Regions from separate parts of the Bicyclus anynana genome. Here region 2 is linked to region 1. A link is a contact called in public Hi-C data. All regions are on one chromosome and are shown on one strand. The core of a region is the stretch at or near the end of the contact, and the rest is flanking DNA. Distances in the headings are between cores, read along the strand shown. Region 1 overlaps LOC112046693 (spectrin beta chain). Region 2 overlaps LOC112046693 (spectrin beta chain).

Region 1 (6,919 bases), core at 2,006-4,505:
GGAAAAGGAAAAATTCATACATATTCCACTGAATACTAAAGCTAGTAAAGATAATGTTGTTAGTAACAAAAAGCACCATTCTAAATCAGTGATGTGCAAGTACTGAACCCATCATACTTCATACACACAAAAAACGTCTTTAGTAATATCATCCCAGCCAGCTGTTCTTAAGTGATGAGCGAGAACATATTTCAGGAATTGATTTATATTTATAGTGATTATAAAAACAATAAATTAAAAAGCTCTATAATCCTTTACATTCGATTGAATTCGATTTGGCTCCTCAAACCGGTTAGCTTACAGCTTCTAAATAAAAGCATCAAATCATAATCCGAGACAGGAATGCTATTGCTAGCGATGTCTTATGGCATCCATATGTGTATGACCTCAATTGGTGGGGGCAAATATGAACAGTTCTCTTTACGAGTAAGACTTACTAGAACTATAACAATTTTACTGCTACTCATCTCTAGAACTAGTATTCGAAGAGTAGATGAAGTAATCACTAATATTATACAGGAAGAAAATTTTTTTAGTGCGGATATTTTTATATTTTGTACATAAACAAAATTTAATGATCACGTATTTTTTCTTTTTTTTTTTAACTCAAAAATAACAAAATTATCGTTAGCTAAAGTTATTTACTTTTGAACAGAATTTTAGGGTCACCCTATTGTGCGTTTATTTTATTTTCGTTTGATACCTGAAGGACGTCACCAGATCACTTTTAAGCTGAATATATCTTGTTTAGTAATAATATGTACATTATTTTGTTATTTTAGAGACATAAATTAAAAAAAAAATTACATAAAATGTATCGAACTGTTTGTAGATTTATATTCTATTAATGATACAGAACCACGAAAAAAAATATCCGCACTAAAGACCGAATCACCCTGTATAGAGGTAAAGTTTTTAGTGTTGTAGAGGGTAGGTAATCTCTAGATCTACAGTGTTTCGAATGTTTAACTGAAGGGTAACGTAACGCGTTACGGGGCCACTCTGTCTGGCTTCCCATTCTCTCACGCATACGGCAACAGGTTTAAGTTATTACTTGTGTCGAGCGTCCTGAGAAGTACGTTTTTTTAATATTTAATAATATCATCATTCTGTACTTTTTTAGTAGTATTGTAAAGAGGTAAAGTTTGTGGTATTTATTGCACCTGGTAATCTCTGGATTACTTAACCGATTTTGAAAATTATGTTACCTCTAGAAGACTGATTTCGAAAATTTTTTTACCACTAGAGAACCACGTTATTTGTGAGTGTCATATGCTATATTTTATTCCCGTATTTTCACGTGAACGGGAACTACGCGGGGCGGTGGCCAGTCCGTAATATGTACGTTAAAAAGTATGTTACAATCATCGAAATTGATTTTAATTGGACAAACAATTAAGGAGTCATTAAAGCCTAAATCATTAGAACACTTACATAATGAAACTGGTTAGGTACGTTATCTTGTATTTTTGACGAATTAAGTATGTATAAATATAACAAAGCAAGTAATGATAAGAGCTGTGATAGATAGCCCAGTGGATATGACCTATCCTTCCGATTCCGGAGAGTGTGGATTCGAATCCGGTCCGGGGCAAGCACCTCCAACTTTTCAGTTGTGTGCATTTTAAGAAATTAAATATCACGTGTCTCAATCGGTGAAGGAAAACATCGTGAGGAAACCTGCATACCAGAGAATTATCTTAATTCTCTGCTGTGAAGTCTGCCAATCCGCATTGGACCAGCGTGGTGGACTATGGGCCTAAACCCTCTCATTCTGAGAGGAGAGGAGCTCAGCAGTGAGCCGAATATGGGTTGACGACGACGAAGTAATGATAATGTAACAGAAATATTGACTGCTGATAAAGATACATATAAATAATTCGTGTACAAGTACGTTAAGCAAAATACCTTTTACTAGATAAGCAAATATGTGAGTCTCACCACTATTATATAAGAAACTGATTTATCAGCATTAGGTAGTAGTTTTTTTTATTATTTACAATTTAGCCCTTGACTACAATCTCACCTGATGGTAAGTAATAATGCAATCTAAAATGGAAGCGGGTTAACTTGTTAGAAGGAGGATGAAAATCCACTCCCCTTTCCCTTTCTAGACGTTAAATTAGGGAAGAAGGAAAGACGACACATTAAAACAGAAGTTACTCATAAAAAAATCTTTAGAAAATGGATTTTTATCAATAACAAAACATTTCTCTTAGCACTTATTAACACTGACAAGTGTTCATAAAAGTGTAAAACATCGTAATCAATTGTGACTTGTGACAGACAAGCAGAAAAAAACAGACTATACACACATAAGATCATCCTAATTGACCTTTTAATGAGACAAATATTCAGAGCGGTGTTCACAGTGTTATAAAAGACTGTGACCCAAAAAAGTAGGATCCATTTCCAGACTAATTTGTCAGTCTGGAGCTAGAACCAGGACCGCGCCTGCTCTTTAATACCTATGCCTTTCTAGGTCATTTAGGGGCGTGGAAAAAAAGAGACAGCGAGCAAATTAAATTGACAAGTAATGCGGAAACTCCCATGTAAAGATAATAGGATGAAAACTCATACCCCATTATAGGATTAGGGCATTTTATTTATGAAGATCACTTGATACTAGCCAAAACTGTAAAGTCTTAGACGCTTGGTCATATTAAACGTGTCCAATTTAAAAACATTAACACGCCTACACACATCCCAATTTACAGTGAACTTCATGACATCATGAATCATTTCTTGAATTATTGATCTTTAGTAGGAATTTTAAGGGGCTTCAGATAAATGGTTCTACTTCTACAGTTCATACATTACACCTACACACTTCATAATTTACATTATTCATGTCATTTCAGATCATTCATTTGCGATTATTGATTTTCAAAAGTAGTAAAAAGATTCCGACGAATTGATAAACCTCTTTTTTTGAAGTCGGTAAAAAATAATTCACGCTTTCATTCGTATACACACTTTCAATTCACTGTGTAGTTCATGACATCATGAATTTTTTTTCGCGATTATTGATCTTCATAGGGAATTTCCAGGGACTTCCCCATTTAATCTTTCACAGAACAAATTGATCTACGTACCTGAGGAAAAATCGACGACTATCTCATATCCAATCCGATAAAATGTACACTGCACTATGTATATAATGTATGGAATGCGTCCAACACACGACAGTACGCGGCCGACGCACGAGCGTGTCGCGACACAGTTTAGTCGGAGTGAGCCGCGAGCCGCACTATCGATCGGGAACTCCTGGCGCCGGCGGTCCGCATGTCCCTAGCACGCACGCGGCACGCCCCTCCCGCTGTATTGCCACCCCGCTGCTAGGGTTGCCAACATTGCATTCAACGGGAAACGTTTGAGGTGCTCAGTGGGGTGCACAGGGTTCTTAACTAGAATAGGCATTAGACGCACAAGTTGAATAAAATTGAACATTCCATCTCCTGTCCGGTCCTCAGGGTACGGGTATTATTGCATCTACATATAAAGTGCACGCGAATACACGACAAACCAAAAATAGCCAATTTTCTGTACTTCTGATTCCTGGACTATAATCTTTATACAGGGTTACCCGTAAATAGTATGACATACTTTGTAATAGTATACACTTTGTAGAAGAAAAAACTAAAGTTTCATTGGGTGAAACAACTATTTAAAAATAATTACCAAGCATAAAATTAACGCTTCAGTAATTTTTCAGCACATGGTATGACTAAACTGTATTAAAAGTAGGGATTTTTATATTTTGTTCAAAAACCAATATAACTTAAAAACCATAAAATTTCGGCTAACATATATTCTGTTATTTTAGTAGGCCTAGATGTCAGCTATCTCCCTGTAAAGTATGTCGTAATATTTAGGTGACACCCTGTATATTTTTCACAACAAATTAAGAATTTAACTAAATTTAACAAAAAAAAGCTTTAAATTCCTTTTTCTTTACAGTTCTTACATGGGGTATGTTATAAGAATTTTTTAACTTTGATTCTTTTACCATTGATTTCATAGGTCAATGCAAAATTAAGAACAGTGTGTTAGATTTCGCTACAGACAGCACACAGACCTGAAATACAGTACAATGTACACATAATACTGAACATTATAGGACCTATGGTTGACAACCCTACCCACTGCACCCCTGGCCAATTAATGGCGTGATTTTTAAACATTATAAGTTTTTTTAGTAAAATATTATGTGTTTTACAGTGTCCTGAGTTAAATCATAATTTCAAGTTTGATAAATTTTCAGTAAAATTATAATTTTACTGAAGTAATACTTACTGAAGAATACACAAATAAGCCTATGTTTTTATTGTGTTATATTATAACAAATTGTAGATTTTAATTAACTGTTAAAGTAATCTACTACATCTTTTATTTTATCCAGTTAATTTGGAATGACACGAGCCGAGCCGTGATAGCCCAGTGGATATGACCTCTGCCTCCGATTCCGGAGGGTGTGGGTTCGAATCCGGTCCGGGGCATGCACCTCCAACTTTTCAGTTGTGTGCATTTTAAGAAATTAAATATCACGTGTCTCAATCGGTGAAGGAAAACATCGTGAGGAAACCTGCATACCAGAGAATTATCTTAATTCTCTGCGTGTGTGAAGTCTGCCAATCCGCATTGGGCCAGCGTGGTGGACTATTGGCCTAAGCCTTCTCATTCTGAGTGGAGACTCGAGCTCAGCAGTGAGCCGAATATGGGTTGATGACGCAATTTGGAATGGGTTGATTTTCTCTATATTGATCACAAATTGATCACTAAATTTCTGTCTCCTTCACATAATCACAATTCAAAATTCAAACCCAAAATGTATTTGTGTTTTATATATTTAAGTATTTTAGTTTTCAGGCATGTTTGAAATGTCATGATTATTTGTTAGATTCTACCACCAGTTTGGAACTCAATAAAATTGGAAAATTGTGTTGTGTCAAAATTAATTTTATGCACAATATAGACTCACACTTGACACAAAAGTGTGCATGAGAGGAATCTGTCATTATGATGTTGTTTTTAATTTCATATTTAATTAAAGTTTTATGATATTAGAGTAGGTATATACAATATAAAAAATCTTAGACCATTGTGAAGATACATTAAATGATTTAAGATACATCATAGATACATGATCACAATATAACTGTGCATCAATAGAAACTTGTTTCATATATAAATATCACACTTAATTAATTATTCATTCCACAATGCCTTTATGCTGTATGCATTATGCAGAGGCCTTGAAATGTTTACACCAATCTGATCGGCCATCTGCTGCATCAGCGTGATGACTAATCAAACACTGACAAATGTCTCAAAAATAGAAACTAATTAAAATGTAATTGATTAACAAGTTTTGACAATTTTTTATGTTGATTCAAAGTCATTCCTACCTAATCTTACTAATAATAATGAGTTGAAAATTTGAGGGAGTGGATATTTTATTACTACTTAAAAATCTAAGCCCATAACAAATGGTAATGTTTGTTTGTTAATTATGGTGTAACCATTGATCTATATATATAGGTATAACACCTATGGTTTTCTGGGTTTTTTTACTGGAAACCAAACTTTGAGGCTTCCAATCACATCAAACAAACAAACAAATGCACCAATGAGATCAAAGTTCTAATAACCTGTTTCCTCTGTGGTGGAATACACACACACACAGCAACCAGATAGTCACAGAACATTGGCTGTAGGCTAGCTGATAACCACTAGTAAATTATCCATTAATTAGTGTAGCTAAGCACACTTCCATTTACCAATAAATAAATTAATATCAATTAGGTAATCTGATATTACCAACTGCCTCATTGGTCAAGTTGTGAGCCTATGTGGTTTCGGATCACAAGGTCCTAGGTTCAAATCCTGGGTTAAGTCATGGATACTGAGATTTTCAGTAAAAATCTCAGCCCAAAGTTTGGTGGTGTTACACCCCATGTCACAGAGTGAAGTTTAAGTTGTTGATTCCTGTCCTATAAGGTAGGAGGCCTGTCCATGTAGTAGGCCGTTAAAATAGGCTGATAATTAAATGAATCTATGTTATTGATTTATATAGTTTTATTATTAACTTTCACGTCCAGTGCAAAATAATTGTATAATTAAAACCAAAAGGAAAATAAACTTACATAAATATATGCTACATGAATAATTAAATACATATGTGAATCCTCTGCCTCCTTCACCCCGGCAAGGAGACTAAACAGCCAGGGGTCGGGGCGACAGGTGGAAGAAATAGAAACAGACGTGAAAGACGTCGTAGAAGATGTGAAAAATCAACATTGATATTGTGCTGGCAAAAAAAACAAACCTCAAAAGGTCACGAAAATCAGTTTTTTGCAAATATTTCGTGGCCATTGCTTACAAGTCAATAGAGGTCATTATAAAAATTGTTCCTTGTTAAATTATGTACTAAAAATGTCTTTTGCAGTTTTTCTGTAAAATTAACAGTTTTATAAAAAATATTTGCTTTCCATCAGGGATGATTGTAGACAACCAGCCTTTCTCAACTTGTGTTGTTTTCCCTTTCCAGCCAATTACATCATAATCACTCAGTGCCATCAACATAACAGAGTTTGGCAGTCCTCTTCCTGTCCTCCACAACCCATTTCAGTTATGGATAATTGAGTCTGGTACACTCTCTAATATAAGCTAATAATTTTTTCTTTTGATGAGCGGGTGCTCCTATTGCCCATTATCTTTCATTACAATATTAATGGAAATGAAAGCTGAGCTCTCCTCTATAGATATCCAATCTGAGATGAATGTCTTAGCATTCCATGGATTCACCGTGCGGGTGCGTCAGGTACATCGCATCGTAGAGAGAAAAACTCCAAGCAGAGTCCTGAACTTGTAACTACAGGATGTAGGGTTAAGGTATTCCTTGATGATCGATCAACAC
Region 2 (6,919 bases), core at 1,926-4,425, 40 kb before region 1:
ACTGGGACCGACGGCTCAACAAGCTCGACACATGGTGTTCAACTCTAGACAGCAAGATTTTTTTCATCATCATCATCATTAGCGCGTCAATCCACAGCTGAAGAAGCTTCTTGCATGGACTTCCAAACACAACAGGCTTTAGCTGCCAGCAGCCAGCAGGTCCCTGCAAACCCCATGTCATTGGTCCATCTAGGGATACTTGATGAACAAATGACATGGGGTTAGCTAGAGTAGAGTAGGTGGACTAGAATTTTTTAAACTGCAATATATTTTCATAGCCCAACTTGAAATCTGGCTTAAAATACAGTTGAACCTATCTGGATCAACAAGGCTACAGTTAGATAAGTCAATATCTGAGTCTCTTACCTTGACGCGCTCTCCCAACACATTGATGTCGGCTTCAACCAGAGCATGCTTCTGCAACAGGTCTTCGACGCCCATCAGATGTTTGCCGTAGTCGTCTGTCAGTAGACGCATCTTGATCTCCTCCATCGAATCCAGGATGTACAGCATTTCCTGGGAACAATAAAAAATACTGTTAAACTAAATGCTAATAAAAGTTTTTTTTTTGTGTCTGCCTGCAGTCTGACTAAAAGAAGTTCTTTCAGGCTGAATGTTGGCTTGGCCTAAGCACGCACCTAAGGTCTTCACGGAATATTACGCATCTTAGGTTCCCCATTTTGGTGCACTTTGGGTGACGTCACAGTGTCACAACTCAATCATCATCAATCCATATTCGGCTCACTATCTATCTACTTTCCTGGGCCTTTTCCGCACTTGGTCAACAGGGTTGGTAGTTGTACGTAATCGGCTCACTGTTGAGCAGGAGTTTCTTTTTGAGAATGAGAGCGGTTAGGCTAATAGAAGACATCACATACAGAGAAGAATTTAGAAAATTCTGTTAAGCAGGTTTCTTCACGATGAGAATGAGGAGAAATTCGGTTTAAATCGCTCTTGTGCCATGTCGTGGTATGCTCCATTAACAAACACCTGGGATCAACACCAAAAACCAGACCCGGACAAGTGATCAGTTCTAACTAGAGATAGTTCCACTGGTGGTAAGAGACATACATTCACTGGTGTTTCAATATTCTTGCCCCCTAAAACCTTCCTATAGTCTATGTGAACCTAACAATATCCCTTATGGTGAGATTCCTCAGGTCTGCTTCATTTTCAGCAACTCCCATCTTTCAGCACTCAGCTATGAAGTGATAGCTTGTCTCCTCTCCACAACCTGGATATAATGGATCTTTTTTGATTTTAATTAACTTCAGGTGTCTATTGAGCAGACAATCTCCAGTTGTCATGCCTGCTACCAGAGCATTATTGGTGCTGCTGAGAACATAGTGGCCAAGTGCGAAAAAGGCCCAGGTACGAAGAAGAAGAAGAACACACACCTGGAAGTTCTGTTGCAGATGTAGCGACAGCTCGAGGCGCGCGCGTCTCGCTCGCAACAGCTCCAGCAGGTACGCCCACAGCCGAAGGACGTTGTCGCGACGGGCGCACACTCGCTCCATGTCGTGGTAACTGTTACAACAATGAGTATACTATGAAATGGGTGTATCATTTAATGTAACTTGTATTATTTACAATCACAAGAAAGTAATGTTTGATATCATCATCATTATCAAACCACATTCGACTTAATGCTGAGCTTGAGTCTCCTCTCAGAATGAGAGGTGTTAGGCCAATAGTCCACCACGCTGGCCCACGAACCCACACCCTCCGGAATCGGAAGAAGAAGTCATATCTACTGGGCTATCATGGCTCTGATTACCTATGTTATGAGATAAAAGTCAATCATCATCATATCAGCCGACGGACGTCCACTGCAGGACATACAAGTAGGCCTTTTGTAGGAACTTCCAAACATCACGATCCTGATCTGACTCGCTTGATGTCGTCAGTCCACCTGGGGGTCGACCAACACACTTATCTCCGTATAATTGAATCAGAAATGAGAAGATTTGCAGAGAAACCAAAGTCACTGACATAGCTCAATGAGTCACAAAGCTGAAGTGGCAATATATGAACAAATAATTTGTAGAGTCAATGGACGTTGGAGTCCCAAGGTGCTGGAATGACGACCCATGTAAGGTGTAATTAACGAGGACGAAATGACCCGAGGAGAATAGCGAGACGCTTCGTTTTGAACCTCGGATCGCTTCAAGTTCTATGACTAGAGCGCATTGGATGCGCAAACAGAAATTGAGCGTGGCGAGGCGAGGTTGCATGAAGCGAAGTAAATGTCGTATTCGATATAACGTAGTAATACCTTTTGGTATTACATCAACTTCAGAACATTGATGTCATGATAATAGTCAAAAAATACTAATCAAGAACTGTTCATCTGTCAATGTCCACATCGAGGACCAAGAATGTCAACAAAAAGGATTGTTGTTCATGTAATAACGTCAACAACAACATTGTTCATTGTTCAATCATGTTTTTGCTATAGCAATGTTCCCTAGTCCTCACCGTTCGGCCTGAAGCTCCGAGCAGACAGCAACGACAGCTTGCACTCGCTCCTCGTACGCGAAGATGTCAGTCTCGATCGCCTCGTGCTTCTTCGCCGCCGCCTCCACGGCCGCCAGGTCGAAGCCAAAGTTGTCCTGGCTCACCAGCCGCTGGTTCTCCGACAGCCACGTCTCACGCATTTGCGCTTTGCGGTTGAACCTGTTGATAAAAAAAAACAAATAAAATATGTTGTTTCTTATAAATTTCGGAATACAGGGACAATCATATCAAATTTTATGAATATATTTTTCTTTCTCACATTCAATTGGTCTTAAATCTAATACGACTATGCAAGGGATAGTTCGCTCATCACAAAATACTGACAACTGCTTGACGTACGTAGTTGAAATACGGCCTTCGCACGACGTATAGGATTCCGGGCTATTTAACCGACCTTAAAAATAAGAGGAAGTTTCTCAATTCGACCGTATATATTCTAGACCGATATACCATCAAAGTCCAAGTCTTACTAAACTGCGCAGTCTCCAACAGGGTATATGGGACTTGCGAGCTGAAAAGCAGCCAGGACACTGGTTGTGACTCACCTAGCTGCGAGCTGTTCCAGCTTCTCCTGTCGGATGAGCTCCTCGCGCAGAGCCAGCTCGCGCTCGTGCTCGGCCTTTTCCAGGCGCTCCCAGGCGCGGTTGATGTCGTGTATCATGCGGCCCTCGCGCGGCGTGTAGGGCTTCTGGTTGGCCGCGCGCATGCGGGACTGCAGCGTGAACAGTAGCACCTCCAGGTTGCCCTTTTCAACGAATCTGTAAAACAAATGTTGTATGTCATTGCACAGGTCAGACTGTATTTTAATTGAGTAAAAGTTCTATAATGGGCCTGCAGCAAAATGACGGCAAACGTAGTCATTTTGGCACATTCAAACCTGCTCTAGCTTGCCTAGCAGTGGCGCATGCCTGTTCTCAAATCATATGTGGCAAGAAACATGGACATCAATCATTCTACTCATTAGCTTATTGCTATATATATACAAACCAAAATAACAACGCTGCTTGTTAAAAATAGGTAATAAGGTAACACAATGCCAATATGTCCTTTAGGAGGCAGTACATTCCTATACGAGCTTTGTCACTATGAGAAGTGATGGATAAAATGATAATCAGCTCTTACTTGGGAGGCTTCTCGACGGTGCGGTAGTTAGCGAACTGTATGAGCTGTTGGCGCACGCCCTCCAGAGAGTTGGCAAACGTTCTGTCGCCCAGAGCTTCGATCGTGCGCTCGATCCATTGCAGGAGATCACTGGAAATAACATACAATACTGTAATAATACATAAAAAATAATAAAAAATACCTGCTTCTAGACTTTCGGGACTTTTGAGCGCTCAACAAGCTGACAGTTAGAGCTGAGTGAAGAACCTTCTCCTAATATGCCATCTCAAGGATTACTGTCTTAAAATGTTGGTCGAAGCTTTTAACTGAAAATTGCTAAAAAACTGACCATTAACTGAAACAACTATCGAGATTATAACGATTAACAACTTTCCACATGGAATTATTCCACATAATTTCATGTGCAAGGTCCAAGTATTTGGACACATTACATTTTTCTTTTCACTTTATGGTAATATGTCAACAATTAAATATCATTATTAGTTCTGGTGGGAAAATGAAAACCAATCCAAGAATTTTATCAATAGTATAGCAACATCAAAAAAAATTAACAAGGAATATGCATATGTTTTTTTTTTAATATTTTTGTTTGATTTCTGACATAACTAAACAATAATAAATTTTTGAAAAATAATCTCTTAACATATTGCGTAAGGCAAACGTGATTATACACCAAAACCCTTACCTGGTGAGAGTCTCATATTCATGCATCATCTTCTCATTCTCCATAGCGATGCCGACCACCTTGCCGATCCTCTTGCCTTGGACTGTCTCCTGCTTCATCTTGCTGAAGTAGTGGTAGTATGTCACCACATATGTGATGATGGACTTCTCGTCTGGGTGTTCCACTGCGATATCTGTAATTGCATAGAACTGTTGAGATACTGACTCACTGACTGAAAAACTGACTGACTTTTTTACTAATTTTATCTGGACAAAATTAAAGACTTGGCACTTGTCACTTGTCTTAATATAAACACCTGTACGAGGAAATTCATGATTATGCCATAAATAATTTTGACAATGTTTGAAATTACACTCCAAAAATTTAAAGAAGTTTGGAAACCCAGCTTATTATAGCCTGGAGCATATATCCAAAGATTAGCATTGAAATAACTTAGTATCTCAAACTTAGTTTCCCTATCCACATTTCACTCATGCATTGTAATGTCTTACAGCCAGTTTCTTCATGTTAAGCTAAAGTAACAGTAAAAGTAGTAAGTAGTAAAGAAGACTTTATTTTTCAGTGAATAAGACCGTCACTTTTGATTTATGACGCTACTTTGACTGTTACCTGTGATGTAGAAACTGGCCGTTAATATTTGCTAATTGATTAGGTAACTATTAAGGATATGATACCTTCGGCGTCCAAAAGCTTAGTGAGCCCAAGCTTCTCCTCTGCGACGTTGAAGGCATTATTAAGGTTCTGTATCTGGTTGCTTCTGTGCAACTTCTCAAACTGTATGAGGTCTGGTCTGTGCTTGTGTATGATGGCGTTGAACGCCAACCCATCCCGCCACGAGGTGGTGAAGTTCCTCACGTTAACGTTGTTGTAGCCGGCCGTCTTCATTTGGCACCATAATAGCAAGGCGTCCTTTGCGGACTTTGTCTCTTTGTTGTCAGTTTCTTCGATTGTTATGTCTTGTATCTGTGAAATACAAAATAATTGATATTCAAAAACTTTTAGATTATTAGATATGTTTCAAATAGGTATTTATAGCGGAGTTCATCTTTTGCGAGGAGTACAATACGTTATGTCAAGCAGCATCGATGTGCACAATTCTTAAAGGATTGCCAACATGTATTTAAAATCATCGACTTCCCAAGTCCAAGCTGCTTCTTGACTGAGAACTGAACTGAAACAGGCCCCAGCTCGAGTCTTTCATTACCGTCAACGATACACTGTTCTTGCCAACATTGCAGCGCCTACACATTCTCCAAAAAAAAGGCTGATTTTCTAGAAAAATTGTTCAAACCTGGAATCTCAGGATGATGGTCCAGATGAGGCCCAGGTTGAGCCTGGCGTTGCCGTCCACGATGTCGTGCGAGCCCATGTTCTCGAGGTGCACGCGCTGCTCGCGCAAGAACTGCAACGCTTTGTCCACATTCTCCAGGCAATGGATACGCATTTTGCCTTTCGTCGGTCGTGGCTAGAAAAATACAAGACAAAGTTTAATAGTAATAAACTACTAGGACATACATTTTATTTTTTCATGTTATATTTTAGATCTCTTTGTTTTGCTATATTCTAGAAGCCTGTGATAACCATGACTATTGTCATTTTATAAAAGCCCATGCTCCTAGCATAGGTAAGTGTGGTAGGAAACTAAGGAGTTTGGATTTTAATAGCTTAGGAAGGTAACAAAAGTACAGATCGTCACCGTCAATAGTCAGAATTATGAAAATGACTTTATAAAGTCCATTAAATTAGATGTACTCCTATATACATATAGATCTAATAGATTATATTGTTTACTAAAAAATAATTAATTGATTTACTGATCTAAAGCATTATTTTATAAAAATCCTGAACAAACTTAGCATTTCTAATGAAGAACGTCGGTATGGCAAGGCAAGCACAATAAATTAGTCGCGATCGTGAAAGTTAACAATGTCTTCTCTTGATGTACAGTGATGATTGATGGAATGCATTTCATACACAAGCAAAAACACTTACTGTTTCATTTTATTTTTATGTACTCGCATTTTACTACAATTACTTTAGAAACAGGGGGCCCTTCTACTATCCATTTTTTTATACAACCAAACGCAACTATAATAATAGTTGCGTTTGGTTGTATAAAAAAATATTTTAAACATTTATTTAAAAGGCGAAATAAATAGAAGGAAATATATGTTTGACCATAAATTTAGACAATTCCAATTTACGAGTACATGGACATTCCACAGGAAAACCTGACAAGTTTATCAATAATATACAGTTGAATTATGGTTCATATTTTAGTTTCTATCTCTACTATTATAAAACGATATTTCTGAGTACCTGTGTTGTAGAATAGTACATTATTATACGGAATAAGCAAATCCACATAAATTCATGAACGAAAAACCATCCCTTAGTAAAGAAAATCATTTTTCTTCTCTTCGAAAACGACATACAACGAAATGTCTTGTGCTCTACAACTTAAGGCATATCCATTGATGTAATAAGTTGATAAGATAAAGAGTGAGTAAAGTTCAAATTACCAAAATTTACTCTTACATGACATTGATGTTAATAAATGTATACTACGGCCAACTACAATTTATTATAAACCTT

Evidence for each region. Hi-C and Micro-C count contacts between places; a contact is called where the count stands out from the background.
Region 2: a contact with region 1 is called in a Hi-C map of whole body, with 2.1 times the contacts expected there. The contact joins two enhancer-like sites. A contact is called at or near these places in 2 of 2 Hi-C or Micro-C datasets (whole body and whole larva).

Annotation. Positions count from the first base shown.
Region 1 is chr16:4,819,372-4,826,290 of ilBicAnyn1.1, reverse strand. The region is part of intron 1 of LOC112046693 (spectrin beta chain); the gene reads right to left. Among protein-coding and RNA genes, the nearest start is that of LOC112046693, 5.0 kb to the right of the region's middle. Within about 2 kb of position 3,255, at least 8 of the 8 cell types and tissues checked have open chromatin away from gene starts, as enhancers often do.
Region 2 is chr16:4,859,042-4,865,960 of ilBicAnyn1.1, reverse strand. LOC112046693 (spectrin beta chain) reads right to left here. Exons shown (of 39, transcript XM_052886280.1): 4 at 5,616-5,789; 5 at 4,999-5,287; 6 at 4,325-4,496; 7 at 3,640-3,768; 8 at 3,063-3,275; 9 at 2,479-2,676; 10 at 1,398-1,527; 11 at 367-516. Among protein-coding and RNA genes, the nearest start is that of LOC112046683, 37 kb to the left of the region's middle. Within about 2 kb of position 3,175, at least 6 of the 8 cell types and tissues checked have open chromatin away from gene starts, as enhancers often do.